Regions from separate parts of the Sus scrofa genome. Here region 1 is linked to region 2. A link is a contact called in public HiChIP or PLAC-seq data. All regions are on one chromosome and are shown on one strand. The core of a region is the stretch at or near the end of the contact, and the rest is flanking DNA. Distances in the headings are between cores, read along the strand shown. Region 1 holds the start of LOC100623691 (C-type lectin domain family 2 member E-like). Region 2 holds the start of GABARAPL1 (GABA(A) receptor-associated protein like 1).

Region 1 (6,880 bases), core at 1,905-4,404, 210 kb before region 2:
AGTGTGAAACCAAGCTGACTTATATTAAACCATGATTTTCCTTGAGAATACAAAGATATTTGAATACAGGAGAGAAATACATTTGTAAGGAGGCTCCTTATGCTGTGCATTACCTCAGTGAGCCATAGTGAGGGAGGGAGACTTTCCCACTCATCTCTAGACAAGGGAGAATAACTCCCAAAGGTCCAGTTCTGGACACAAATGTGTCCCCTAGAGTTTGAATGGAGTAGTGTCCATTACCTGACCCTACCATATTCATCTAAAGACTATTTATGGAGGGGCCTGAGGCTGGCAGAGCAAGGAAATAAGGGAGTAAAAGGGAGATAATCTACTTCCACCAATCACAGAGTGAAACAAGTTGTGCCTCCTATCTTGGGACACTGGCTTAGGGTGGTTATGAAATGTACCCAAAAATATACAATACAGGTTACAATGCAATCCCAATCAAAATGCCAACAGTGTTTTTTGCAGAAATGTAAAAATCCATGCAAAAGGAAACTCATGTACTTGGAGAACAGACTTGTGGTTGCCAAGGGAGAGGGGGAGGAGGAGGTGGGATGGACTGGGAATCTGGGGCTAATAGATGCTAACTATTGCCTTTGGAATGGATAATCAATAAGATCCTGCTGAATAGCACTGAGAAATATATCTAGTCACTTATGATGCAGCACGATGGAGGATAATGTGAGAAAAAGAATGCGTATATGTCTGTGTGCCTGGGTCACTTTGCTGTATAGTAGAAAATTGGCAGAACACTGTAAACCAGCTATAATGGAAAAAATAAAAATCATTTAAAAAAAAAATCCATCCAAAGATTCATGTGGAAACTTAAGCAATCCTGGTCAAAACAATTTTGAAAAAAGACTGACAAAATTGGAAGTCTCAAATTTCTCAATTTCAAAACTTATTACAAAGCTACAGTAATCAAAACAGTGCACTACTGGCATCAAGAGAATTAATTACATAGGTTGATAGAATAGGTTGGAGAACTCAGAAATCACTCTTCACCTATCTGTGCAAGTGATTTTCAACGAGAGTGCCAAGACTATTCACCAGGGAAAGTACCATGTTTTCAACTAATGGGGCTGGGGAAGCTTGATATCTATGTGCCAAATAAGGAAGCGGAACCCTTATCTTACACCACCAAAAAAATTAATTTAAAATCTATCAAAGATCTAAACATAGAGCTAAAATTTTTAAAACACTTAGGGCGACACTTTATGACAATGAATTTGGCAATAATTTCTTGACTATGACACCCACATCCCCGGCAATGAAAGCAAAAATTGTCAAGTTGGACTATATCAGAATGAAAATTTTCTGTGCATCAAAGGACCTCGTCAATAGAGTGAAAAGGTCATGTACAGAACTGGAAAAAATATTTACAAGTTATATATCTGATAAGGGATTAAAATTCATCACATGTTTAAAAACTCCTCCATCTCAACAGTAAAACAAAAACAAAAACAAAATAAAACCCAATTAAAAAAAAAAGAACTTGAATAGACATTTCTCCAAAAAAGACATGCAAGTGGTCATCAAATACATGAAAAGAGGCTCCACATCAGTAATCTTTAGTGAGATGCAAATCAAAATCACAGTGACATAAGACACCATTAGGAGAGCCATTAGGATCACTACTTTCAAAATATAGAAAATAACAAGTGCTAAGAGGAGGTGGATTCATTGACACCTCTATGCACAGTTGTGGGAATAGAAAATGGTGTGACCACTGTGGAAAACGCTATAGTGTTTCTTCAAAAAATTAAACATTGAATTATTATAGGATCCAGCATTTCTACTTTTGGAGATATACCCTCAAATAACTGAAAGCAATGTTTTCAAGACAAATTTATGGACCCATATTCTTTTTTTTTTTTTTTTTTTTTTTTGTCTTTTTAGGGTGGGACTAGTGGCATATGGAAATTCCCAGGCTAGGGGTCGAAGCAAAGCTGTAGCTGCCGGCCTATGTAATAGCCAAACAATACGAGATCTGAGCCACATCTGTGACCTACACCACAGCTCTCCTCAACACCAGATCCTTAACCCACTGAGCGAGGTCAGGGATCAAACCTGCATTCTCATGGATCCTAGTTGGGTTCATTACTGCTGAGCCACAGTGGGAACCTCCTATGAATCCATGTTCAAAACATCACTGTTCACAATAGCCAAGAGGTGAAAGAAACACAAATATCCATTTATGGATGAGTGGATAAACAAAGTGTACATACCCACAATGGAATATTATTCAACATTAAAAAGGAAAAAAAAATATAACACATGCTTCAACATGGATGGATCTTGAGGATATTATGCCAGGTGAAATAAGCCATAACAAACAAAAAACACTGCATGATTCTATTGTAAGAGGGACCTAGACTGACCAAACTCATAGAAACAGAAAGTAGAATAGTGGTTGTCAGGAGTTGGGGACGGGGAGAGGAGGAAGTGGTGAGTTATTGTTTAATAGGTATAGAGTTTCATTTTGGCAATATGAAAAGCATTCCAGAGATTGGTTGCACAACAATGTGAATGTACTTAACACTACTGAACTATACACTTAAAGATGGTTAAGACAGGAAAGTTCATGTTGTATATATTGTACAATTAAAAAAAAAAAAGTATCGGAGTTCCCGTGGTGGCGCAGTGGTTAACGAATCCTGCTAGGAACCATGAGGTTGCGGGTTCAGTCCCTGCCCTTGCTCAGTGGGTTAACGATCCAGCGTTGCCGTGAGCTGTGGTGTAGGTTGCAGACGCGGCTTGGATCCCGAGTTGCTGTGGCTCTGGCGTAGGCCGGAGGCTACAGCTCAGATTCGACCCCCTAGCCTGGGAACCTCCATATGCCGGCGGGAGCGGCCCAAGAAATAGCAAAAAGACAAAAAAAAAAAAAAAAAAAAGTATCCAATGAGGCTCTAGACAATGAAAGCCCTAAAGCTGAGGAAGAACAGTTCAAGAAAAACATCTCTCATAGAAAGTAAGTAGCCATCAGATAAGGTGATTTCTGAGAAACCCACAAAATCACTCACTCAGTAAGGCAGCCATCAAATCACACATGTGCTCTGTTCTTCCAGTTTTCTCTCCCCATACTGGGTCAGAAACAGCAGCTAGTATGAAGAGGAACTGATGAAACTAGAGAGAAAAACAGGACACAAACAGCTCATCTCATCAGCTCCTAGGATTCCAGGTCAGAAGTAGTGTAAACTGGAGGAGGGAAGAGGTTTTCAGTTGAGGTTTAAGTTTGGATAGAAGACATCGAAGTGTTTATGTTATATTGGACATACTAATTTCTGAAATGAGAATGTTCTTGTTACTGAAAGGAACCACAGAATATATGGGACTGATCCCAAACTCTCCAGGTGTGGAAGAGTCTTAGAGTGAGTTTAATGCAATGAAAGAATAAGGTTAATTTCTGTGTGCTTAGTATAGTCTTTTCAAAATACTAGATTGACCTGGTTCCCCATCCTCTAATCCCTGTCTATGCATTCTTTCCATTTTCACAAATGTGGCTGAGGGTTGTGGGTTCATGATTCTTTCTTGATCATAAATTGGGGACATCAGTTCTTGCTAGGTAAAAAGGAAGGGAGGCAGAACCTTAAAAAATATCTTAGTCTTATAAATTACTTTTTAAAAAAATACAACCTTTTGGGGAATCTCATTGTGTTGAAACTATTTTCTATTTATTTCATTATCTGTTTCATAAGTAAATATTTCCTGTGATTCCTTAGAGTGCACCTACCACATCTTTTAAGCCTTTAAATCATTGCACATGTATGTAATTTTTTCCCCATTTTTCTCTTGTTTCTAGTGTGGGTTTTGAGATGAGTTACTTCAGAATGAGTTAGTACATGTTTTAGACACAAAATAGAAAAGGTAAAAGAGTTATATTATTACTAGCTATATTTTTTGAAATTTGGACTCCAACTGCCTTGAAGTATAGTAACTAAGAACACACTACTGCCACTGTGAGAGTGACAAGAGAATGTTACCAGGCATTCGACATGTGACACAACGGATGTCTAGTTGTGTAATGATCTGAAGATGGTCTGGTTTGAGTTGTTGCCTAGCAACATTTCCTTGACATCTCACCTCCAGAGACAGCTGCTCTAAGCTTGTGGGTGCTTGTTAACCAGATCTCCAGCTGCCTTGAGAAATAATGAAGTGTAGAGATGTTCTCCACTGGACCGAACACGTGGGATCTAAGTACATATCCTTCAGTTTTGTACTGTTTCCTTCCATCTGTTGCAGCCACCTGGATTAAGAAATTTGTGCTATGATGTTTCTTCTAATAACAAACTGACTTTGTAGAAACCTCAGTAGCTATGCTTCTCCTTACTCCAGTAAGGTTTCCGTGACTTGCGAAAGCCAGAGACTAAAGTGGAATTTCCCACTGTGGTGCAGTGTGTTAAGATCTGACTGTAGTTGTCTGGGTTGCTGTGGAGGCTTGGGCTTGATCCCCGGCCTGGTGCAGTGCATTAAAGGATCTGGCATTGCTGTAGCTCTGGCATAGGTCATAGCTGAGGCTTTGATTCAGTCCTTGGCCCTGGAACTTCCATAAGTCAAGGGTATGGCCTTAAAAAAAAAAAAAATGTAGTTGGTAGCCATTTGTTTTTGTTTGTTTGTTTGTTTCTTTTTTTTTTAAAAGAATTTCCCGATGTTTTTCAGTCATTTGAAAAATACTAACGGTACACCTAAATATCTAATAAATTCTAAGAAAAAAAATGGGATTAGGTAGTGGATACAGCAACCGATATGCATGTGGAACAGTGGGAAGAATTCGAATTAAGAGGAATGACGGAAGAAAAGCCTTCCTTCTCAATGAAATAATTTCTACCGCCTATACAAATTTGTATGAAATTTCATTTTTCTAGCCAACTCATTCCCGTGAGGTTATGGATAGGTGACCAAACTGAGCAAATTAAAGCCTTAGCATTGCCAGTTAAATTTGAATTTCAGGTCAGCACAAATATTGCAGATAAAACAAACAGAAACAGTGCATGAGGCATACATTAAAATATACCATTTTAAAACTGAATTTAAAATTTAACTGGATAGCTCGTATTTACTTGACAACCCTACTTTATTTAGGTCACAACATTTTTTGAAAAAAATCTTTTAAATTGTTAAGTACTCCAGGGCTTGGCCTGGGTTTTTCCCAATACTCTGCTTCACCTCTCTGTAAACATTTAGGGAGTAATACAGCTCAGGGACCAAGTACAAGAAAGGAAAGACAGATTGCTGCCCCTTCAAAGGATGAAAAAAGCCTAGAGAAAGAGGTAGTCAAAAATGAAGACATGGGATGCTGGGTGGTGGAACTTGAAGAATCTAGTGCAAGATGTTTATTTTGAAGGTGAGAGAAACACCGAAGAAAGATGAAAGTTGAGACGGGGGCCTGTCAAGCAAGTTCACACTGTGAATAACTAGAGTGTCATTTAGCAGAAGACCAGCATAAATACCATCAGGTTGTTTCCCTCTCTGTTCCCCAGAAGTAAAGAGATGTTTCTGTTTCATTATCAACGGTCATGACAAAACCACATGCAAAACCACAGTCTGCCTGTAGCAACTTGTTAAAAGTTTGAGCTAAATTCTTTTCCTGGCTGTGCCCAAGACATGCAAAATTGCCCCAGGCCAGGGATGGAATCCCTGCCACAGCAGCGACCCAGGCTGCTACAATGAAAACACCACCAGATCCTTAACCTGCTGTACTGCCAGGGAGCTCCTGAAGTCTTCGTAACAGTTTACAAGAGTTGAATATTTATCTCCCATGTGAGCAAGATTTCATGCCTAGTCTCTTGTTGGAGGTACCTGTCTTTTCTTCCGTCTCAGCTTAATGAACTGCCCTGTGACCTTAGGATATTGATGGGTCTGAGCAAAGTTATGGATTTGTGGATTATCCAGCTCTGCTTGGTTGTTGTAAAAGCAGGAGTGACTTATTTCCCAGCTCTCCGTACGCCAAGTAGAACTGCATCTTCCCCTGATCTGTGTTCCAGGGACCCAGCCTTGCAGCCCTTCCAGGCTGAAGTGTTTGCTTAGCTGCAGTGGGATAAACATCAGCCACACATTGGAGTCACAACTAGAACTGCTTTCCCATACGGATTTGTTTCAGGGTAGCTCCTGTAAGTACTGCCCCTCCCTTAAAAACAAATTAAATAAATAAATAAATAAATAGGCTGCAGTTGAGTGCTTAAGACAGTCCTTTGGTTGGTATGCTTAAGAGATGGCTCAGATGACAGGTTCTGGCACATCTTGCAGTTAACAGACATAACGTGATTTCTGTGGAGAAAATGCTGGGGCAACAGAATGGGGAAGAAGCCAGATTTTCCAATATTCTACTGCCATGACCAAACTGCTTAGAACTCAGCCCTTGATCAAGCCAGCAGGAAGTCTGCTCATTCCCCAGGCCCTCACCTAATACACCCACGTGCTGCATCAGAAACGCCTCCCCAGAATCTGACATCCAGACCTGTCAGATTTCCAGGTCACTGGACATGAGCCAGTAGGGCTCCAGAGGAGAGGAAAGCTGACCACCTGCTCTGGTTTCTGTAATATTGTCCCCTCATGAAAGTTCCCAAAAATCTGGTGTGGATGCATTTGTTTATCCTTAGCTCTTATGTATGTATAGGAGTAGCAGGTGTTATACAGTGAACGAGGCTTCCAGTTCTGGCCATAGACCTTTGGCTTGTATCACATGAAACTTCCTGTAAGTACTGCCCCTCCCTTAAAACAAAAAGTCATTATGAAATTGGATAGAATTTGGAAAACAACAGAGAAGACAGAACTCAAGAGACTTCAGTATACTGCTTATATGCTACCTATCTGCCAAAGAAAGAACCAAGACAAAACTCTCTTTGTAGAAAGATATTCATAATCATTACTGTTTTTA
Region 2 (6,855 bases), core at 781-3,280:
AAGGTATGTCCCTGAAATGTGAACTTTTCAATATAGTATTTTGTCCTTGGTTAAAAAGGGAATTTGGAAACATTTTTATCAGATTGAATGTTTTAATTTATAAAATTAACTTCTGTATAATATTTTAAGAGTTCTGCTACAAGGAAAGAAAACAAGCTTTGGGGGCTGACAGATTGGGCAGTGTTAAGATAAAGTGTTAGCATTTAGAAAAGCCTTAAGGCAGAAAGATCAACTTAAATTTCATTTCCAAATTATTGTCCATATATAAATTGACAGTGGTTAAATAAAAGTAAAAATCAGCTTTAAACTACCTATGATTGTTTTCAGTAGATTTGAGAGGAAAAAATATTCTTAAAAAATATTGATCTCCATGGTAATTATTTCTCTCAATTTGTTTTAAAGTACTCTTTTGAGACATTTAGCTATATTTGGGTCAAAGCTCAAATGATCTAAAACGTTCAATTTGAAAATAAGGATTAAATATTATAAATGTATTATGTGATAAAAGAATTCCTGGATTTTCATACAAAATAAGGTTTGAAAAATGCCGTGCTGCAGGGAAAAATAATTAGCATCAAAAAGTAAGGCCATGCCATTTTTCTTCCTTGTTTTAATAATGCAACCTAGTTTCTTTTACTTTGTGGGTTTGTTTTTAATTTTCATTATTAGTTTTTTTGGCCACACCCATGTCATGTGGAAGTTCCCCTGGCCAGGGATTGAACCTGTGCCACAGCAGTGACAATACTTGATCCTTAACTGCTAGGCCACCAGGGAACTCCCGTGGGTTTGTTTTTTTAAATCAGATACTGAGGCCTTGATTAGAGAAGACAGGTGAATAGGCCTGCTGTTGTCTAATATGCTTTTTTAGAACTTCCTAGACTTGTTTAGGGCAAAGCAGCTCTTCACTCTTCATCTCTTCCTCATTCTTTTTTACCCTTTACAATATCTGTTGCTCCTCCACTACAGATCCCTGGAATCACCGTCCTTACTAGAGGTTGGAAAGGCCTTTGTCTTTTGATTCTTTGCTGAGAAAGAGGGGGCTGGTCTTCCACCCGCCTTCAAGGAGCACTTTGTATTCACCTTAGGAGAGGAATACTCTCCTCCGGTGCACTTCTGCATTAGGAGGAAAAAAATGCTTGAGGATTGCTGGGTTAAACACTGGAATCGCTTTATATTTTATTTTCCCAAAAGACAGATCCAACTTCTGGCTTAATAGGAGAAAGCAAATCATTTCTATCTCTAAACTTGCTTAAAGCCCTTAGCAGTCGTGACTGACATCACTTCTCTGGACCTTGATGACACCTCGTGCCCTTCACCTTATAGAAATCCTCTTCAAATCCCTGAGTCACGCTCTGTTTATGTTGCTGCTCTAGGAACAAATTGCTGCAGGGACCCAAACAGGATGACGCCAGCGTGGTGAAGGAGGGGTCACCGTTCAGGGAGCCAGCCCAGCACCCAAGGTCAGGGGAGAGGGCCATCCAAAGGACGAAGGGCAAAATGCAAGCACCGGGCACTTGAGCGTTGGCCCGAGGTATCTCAGGACCTCTGTCTCTGCCTTTCCCAGACTTCAGATCCCAACAAGCTGAAAAAAACTGGATGTCGCCATCTGCATTTGTTTTGAGGGCCCAACCAAGAAACGGCCAAAGAGAGGGAAGAAGACATTTTTAGAACACTTTTTTGGTTTTAAAAACACACTTAACGTCACAGTTCCAATAAAATAAGAGGTGAAGATTGCTCTGTTTGCAAGCAACTCGATTTCGAGAACGTTAAGAGTGAAGGAGAAAACACTGAAACGGACCTAGCTCCTGCCCACCCCCAACCGCGGTCGCCAGAACCCTGGGGGCGGGCTGGGGGCGGGGCTTCGTGACGTCACAAGATACCCGCGCCGCCGTGTTGTTTTTGTGTTCCCAGCTGCCGGGAAAAGCCGCCGGGAATTCTTTACCTGGCCGTCCCCTACCTCTAGACGACCCGAAGCCCCTTCGGAAAGCTGTGCGGGGAGGCGTAGCGACCGGGGCTGGCCTTTCGGAAGCGGGTCTGAGGCACATTGCGGTTTGGCCGAGGGAATCAAGACGGGAGAGACGCGTTTGTCCGCGAGGGAGGCAGGCCCCGTCCGGGGATCTTAGAAACCCTGCGGTCCATCATGAAGTTCCAGTATAAGGAGGACCATCCCTTTGAGTATCGGAAAAAGGAAGGAGAAAAGATCCGGAAGAAATATCCGGACCGGGTCCCCGTGAGTGTGCTGGGGAGGGGGAGGGGGAGAGAGGCGGGGGGGGGGATGAGCCGGGGGCGGGGAAGTCGTGATGGCTATCCGAAGGCACAGAAGAAGGGTGATCCCTAAAATTACCTAACCTGAACGCCCTTCACTACGAGGAGAGCCAGTGGAATGAACATTGAGACTGCGGCCCGTTTAAAACCCATTTCCCCAGGGTCAGAACCCATCCTTGGAGCTGACCGCAGTTTTAGATTGGAACGTACGTTTGAGTGACTCAGCAGTATTCAGAGGATGTGTGGGTTGGGATGTCCTCAAAAAGGGACCCTTTTGTGCGAGAATGATGAGGTGGAGATCATCCGTTTGCTGCCTTTAAGACAGCATGGAAATTAAGGGAACACAGAGAGGATTTGCTGTCATCAGTTTCGGCCTTAGGTAGTTATCCGTTAATCAGGTGGACTTTGATCCTCATAGCATTGGGTTTGGGAAGGAAATGTTCCGAAGCCAGTGGATATTTTATTTTATTCTGTGAGGATTAGAAAAGGTGGGGGGGGGGGGCGTCGCAAGACAGGCCTGGCCCAGAAAACAAGGTCACGTTCTCTGCGCAGCAGCAGCCAGATTGCCTCATCATTCTTGGCTACGGGGTGTGTGGGGGCAGCCATCCTTCCTCCGGTATTTATTCTGAACACATTGTACCTGGTCACAGTAAGGAAGGGCTGAGACCTTTTTTTTCTTGGATTTTGGACGCTGGTTTATGTAATAGGAACTAGTGCAGGCAGTGAGGAGGAACAGAAGAAATATTAAGGTGTCGTTCTGCATCCGGGCGTTTTTCCCATCACCCCCTTCCACTGCCTCCTGCCTGGTTTTTCTCTAATGTGGGCTGCGCAGCCCAGTTGGAAGGCAGAAATCTTTAAAGTGGGGTAGAGGAAACTACCACCGTTGAGTTTTGGAGATGAGAAACCAGAGACTAGAGAAACTAGAAACTAGAGAGTGTGCTCTTTATCTGCGGGCAGGGAAATTAGGATAAATACTACGTATAATTTACACGTAAAGGAATTGCGATTTTCTGATTGTGAATGGTACTCCCGTCCTTTCCAATCCTCATTTAACTTTCATGTTCTTACAGCACCCACCAGCGACCTGGGCTTTATAAAGCTCTTGCAGTCCTTTTCCTATAAAGTAGAGGAGACGTTAGGGCCATTCCATTCCCCAGGAATTACATACAAAAGGGTTTTCAGCTAAAAAAAAAGAGCCAGCCTTATTACCCAGTAAAGGATCCTTCACAGGTTACTTTCCTGGTCTCTGAACCTTGAATGACTGCTTTGAAAATTTTCCCCCAAGAAAGGTGATACCCATGCTTGTCTTGAAAATGACAACTAACTTTTATTGCTAGCTTACCAGGTACCTGGGAGTATTCTCAGAGCTCTGTCTAATATTCATTCACTTAGTCCTCCCAGCATTATAACCCCATTCTGCAGGTGAAGGACCGAACCCAGAGAAATGAAGTCACCCCCTAAAAGGTCTCACAGGGCTGGTATGTGGCAGAGCTGGGAACCCCCACCCTGGCTGTTGGGCCTCCCATGCCATCTATTTTCTCAGTGTCTAATGCAGTTCTATTAAGCAGAATTATTTTAAATTCAAATACCTCACACTGTTAGGTATTGGAAATAGCAGAGTAAACTGTAGTTGCCCTTAAGAGTTCACAGATGGTGGTATGATGGTAGAAAAGCGTCCCAGTCAGCAGAACGGCTACCGTTTATTCAGAACTCTCTCAGTATAAAGCTCTGTTCCAGTGGTTCTGTGGAAGTCACAGACTCAGAATCATAGCTATTCCTAAATCAAGTTAAATTTTCCATATACTTCCTCAAAACAGCCGTTTCCATTTTAGTCATTTCCATGCATTCACCCAGAATATTTCAGCTAATCCCCCCAATTTTATTTTTTTCCGCTCATTGTCTGGTGTTAAGTGTTTTACCTCCGTGATAAAATGTAAGGTAACATGGCCATCGCGTAGATCTCATGATTCCTCCAGTTAGGTTTTAACCAGCCATCATCCTTCCAGCCCGTTCCTTAGATGTTCAGCCTCTGGCCCTCTTTCTAGTTGTGACACAAAAGGAGCTCTGCTCTGAGTTCTGGGATTTGGTGCTGGTTCTGAGCTGAAGCCTGAATCTGGCTGGCTGTGCCGAAGGATCCTGTTTACAGACAAGTGGGTTAGAGTAAATAATTTCTAAAGCCCTTTTCCGCCTGACCAGAGTGTTGTTAAAGCAGTCACGTACCCTGACTGCTCACGTGACTTGGGTTTAGCCTCTGCACATCTCTAGAGCTGCCATCCAGAAAAATCGGCATGCTTGTGCCTTGAGACAGAGGGTGTCATGGGATTTTGAAATTATCTTTATAGCGACAATGAAGTGAAAACCGGCAGTAAAGCAGGAAAATACTTGGGAGAGATGGTGTGCTTTTTTGAAAATTCATGCACAGTCCAGCCCTGTGGAGTATTAGCCACATCTCACAGATAGGAAAACAAGAGACCCAAACAGGCAAAGCATCTAGCCCAGGGCCCCTCGTTAGGGAGGAGCAGAGCTGGCATTCCTGGGAAATGTGGATATTTTATGGTAAATGAAAGCCTTAATGGTTCCCCCTCCCCTCCTGTTCCCTAAGATCCCACTGTCTCCTCCCATTGTCACAGTTGCACTTGGTTTTGTTGCTGTCTTTCTTGGCTCCCTTCTTGTGGTTTCCATCTCTGGTTGATTGGGGCTGGAGCTGCCAGGTCTCTGATTCCTGCCTGACACAAGGCTGTGCGCCCTCCCCCTTCGATTTTATTTACCTGCTTCCTCCTGTCCATCCTCCTCGTTGGACCTTCACTGGTGTCATGCCAATTCATGCTTTTCCTACTTTTTCTTTGAATTTCTCATTCACGTATTACTACTACAATTTTTATTTATTTATTTATTTATTTTTATTTTTTCTTCCAGTTTTACTAAGATACAGTTGACATATGGCAACTGTATAAGTTTAAAGTGTACAGCAAATGATTTGACTTACATACATCATGGAATGAGTATCACAGTAAGTTTAGTGAACATCCGTCCTCTCATATAGTTGCAAAATGAAAGATAAAAAAATTTTGATGAGAATTCTTAGGATTTACTCCAGCAATTTTCATAAAAGTGTTAATTATACATCAGTGTTAATTTGGCATACTGTGTATTATATCCCTAGTACTTATTTATCTAGTAACTGGAAGTTTATATACCCTTTGACCACCTTTATCACCTCACCCCATCTCCCCCCACTTCGCCTCTGGTAACCACAAATCTGATTTCCTTTGCTGTGGCTTTCTTTGTATATTTGTTTGTTTTTAAGGCGTAATTGACCTATAACACTGTTAAATCCTGTCACACAACGTAGTGGTATTTTTTCTATTCATTTCAAAGTGATCACCATCATAAATCTAGTTATGATATGTCACCATGTTACTTAGTTATCACCTATATTTCTCACACTATACATTTTGTACTTGTGACTCATTTAGTTTGGTACTGGATTTATTTTTGTTTTTAAGTGTGATTATCTCCTGGTCTTCCTAGTACAGGATTCTTTTTCTCTGCAAAAATGGATAGGTTTTTCACTATATTAATCTGTCCTCTTAAATTTAAAACCTTCGGATTTCTCCAGGTCAGCCCTTGTGTTTAAATCTTTGTAATGTACAAAGCTTTTTCACATAAAATTTAATGGATTATTCAAGTTCATTGTATCATGATTGTGTAAAAGATGTGTTTGAAGATTGTCATCTTCCTTTTACTTATTGAAATTCTGTAGCTCAGAGAGGTTAAGTGACCTGTTGAAGGTCACACAGCTACCAGAGATACTTGTCCAGTGCTTATTTCTGTTTCCTTAAATTTTCTGTACTTTCCATATCTTCTGTTTAGAATGAGTATATTTCCTAAATGAAAAATATAATCTATTACTTGTAATAGATTCAGATTAAATTATATATTATACATTTATATAATATAGAAATACTAAATATATTTTTATAATTTTAAAATTTAAATACATTCTTTAAATTAATATTTACAATTATAAGTTTGCATTTTATAAATCTAATGTATAAAAAGTTTAAATTTTACTTTTTTCCTTTTCTTTAAAGAAATATATTTATAAAACTTGATATATTATAGAAATATTTAATGTAGATATTGGAAGTCTCTTAAAATCCTAATTGATAATTAATATTGATGAGTGGGTTATTATACTGACATCATATCAAAGAATATAAGAACTGTTTTGATACTTTTTTGACTTAGTAGTCTTAAACATATTTTTTGCAGTCATTCCCAAAAACTTTGACACAGTATAAAACTTAAACCATATTACCTATACCTTTAGTAAATAACATTTATAAGAAGAAATAAAACTCATAGGTATTCAGGACTACCTGAAAAAATCCAGACAATCTTCTTGTTGCTCTAATTAAATTTCAGAATGTATATATCCTATAGTATACCTTACAGGTAACTTGTAATTAAAATCAGGGTTCTCTTTACTTTCCATAACATGCCTTCCACATCCTCCTGTTATCACAGCAGTGAAACTGTAACTTTATCAAGAAAGTCCACTTCCACATATATTTTGTAAGAGGTAAG

Evidence for each region. HiChIP or PLAC-seq counts read pairs in DNA pulled down with a chosen protein or histone mark.
Region 1: an H3K27ac HiChIP or PLAC-seq map of alveolar macrophages shows a contact between it and region 2. The contact joins the promoter of LOC100623691 here to the promoter of GABARAPL1 in region 2. A contact is called at or near these places in 2 of 2 datasets of contacts at active chromatin or transcription factors (alveolar macrophages and skeletal muscle).

Annotation. Positions count from the first base shown.
Region 1 is chr5:61,974,457-61,981,336 of Sscrofa11.1, reverse strand. It overlaps LOC100623691 (C-type lectin domain family 2 member E-like), which reads right to left and starts at 3,154. Exons shown (of 4, transcript XM_021092368.1): 1 at 3,027-3,154. The coding sequence starts at 3,054.
Region 2 is chr5:61,762,602-61,769,456 of Sscrofa11.1, reverse strand. It overlaps GABARAPL1 (GABA(A) receptor-associated protein like 1), which reads left to right and starts at 2,030. Exons shown (of 4, transcript NM_001190287.1): 1 at 2,030-2,230. The coding sequence starts at 2,141.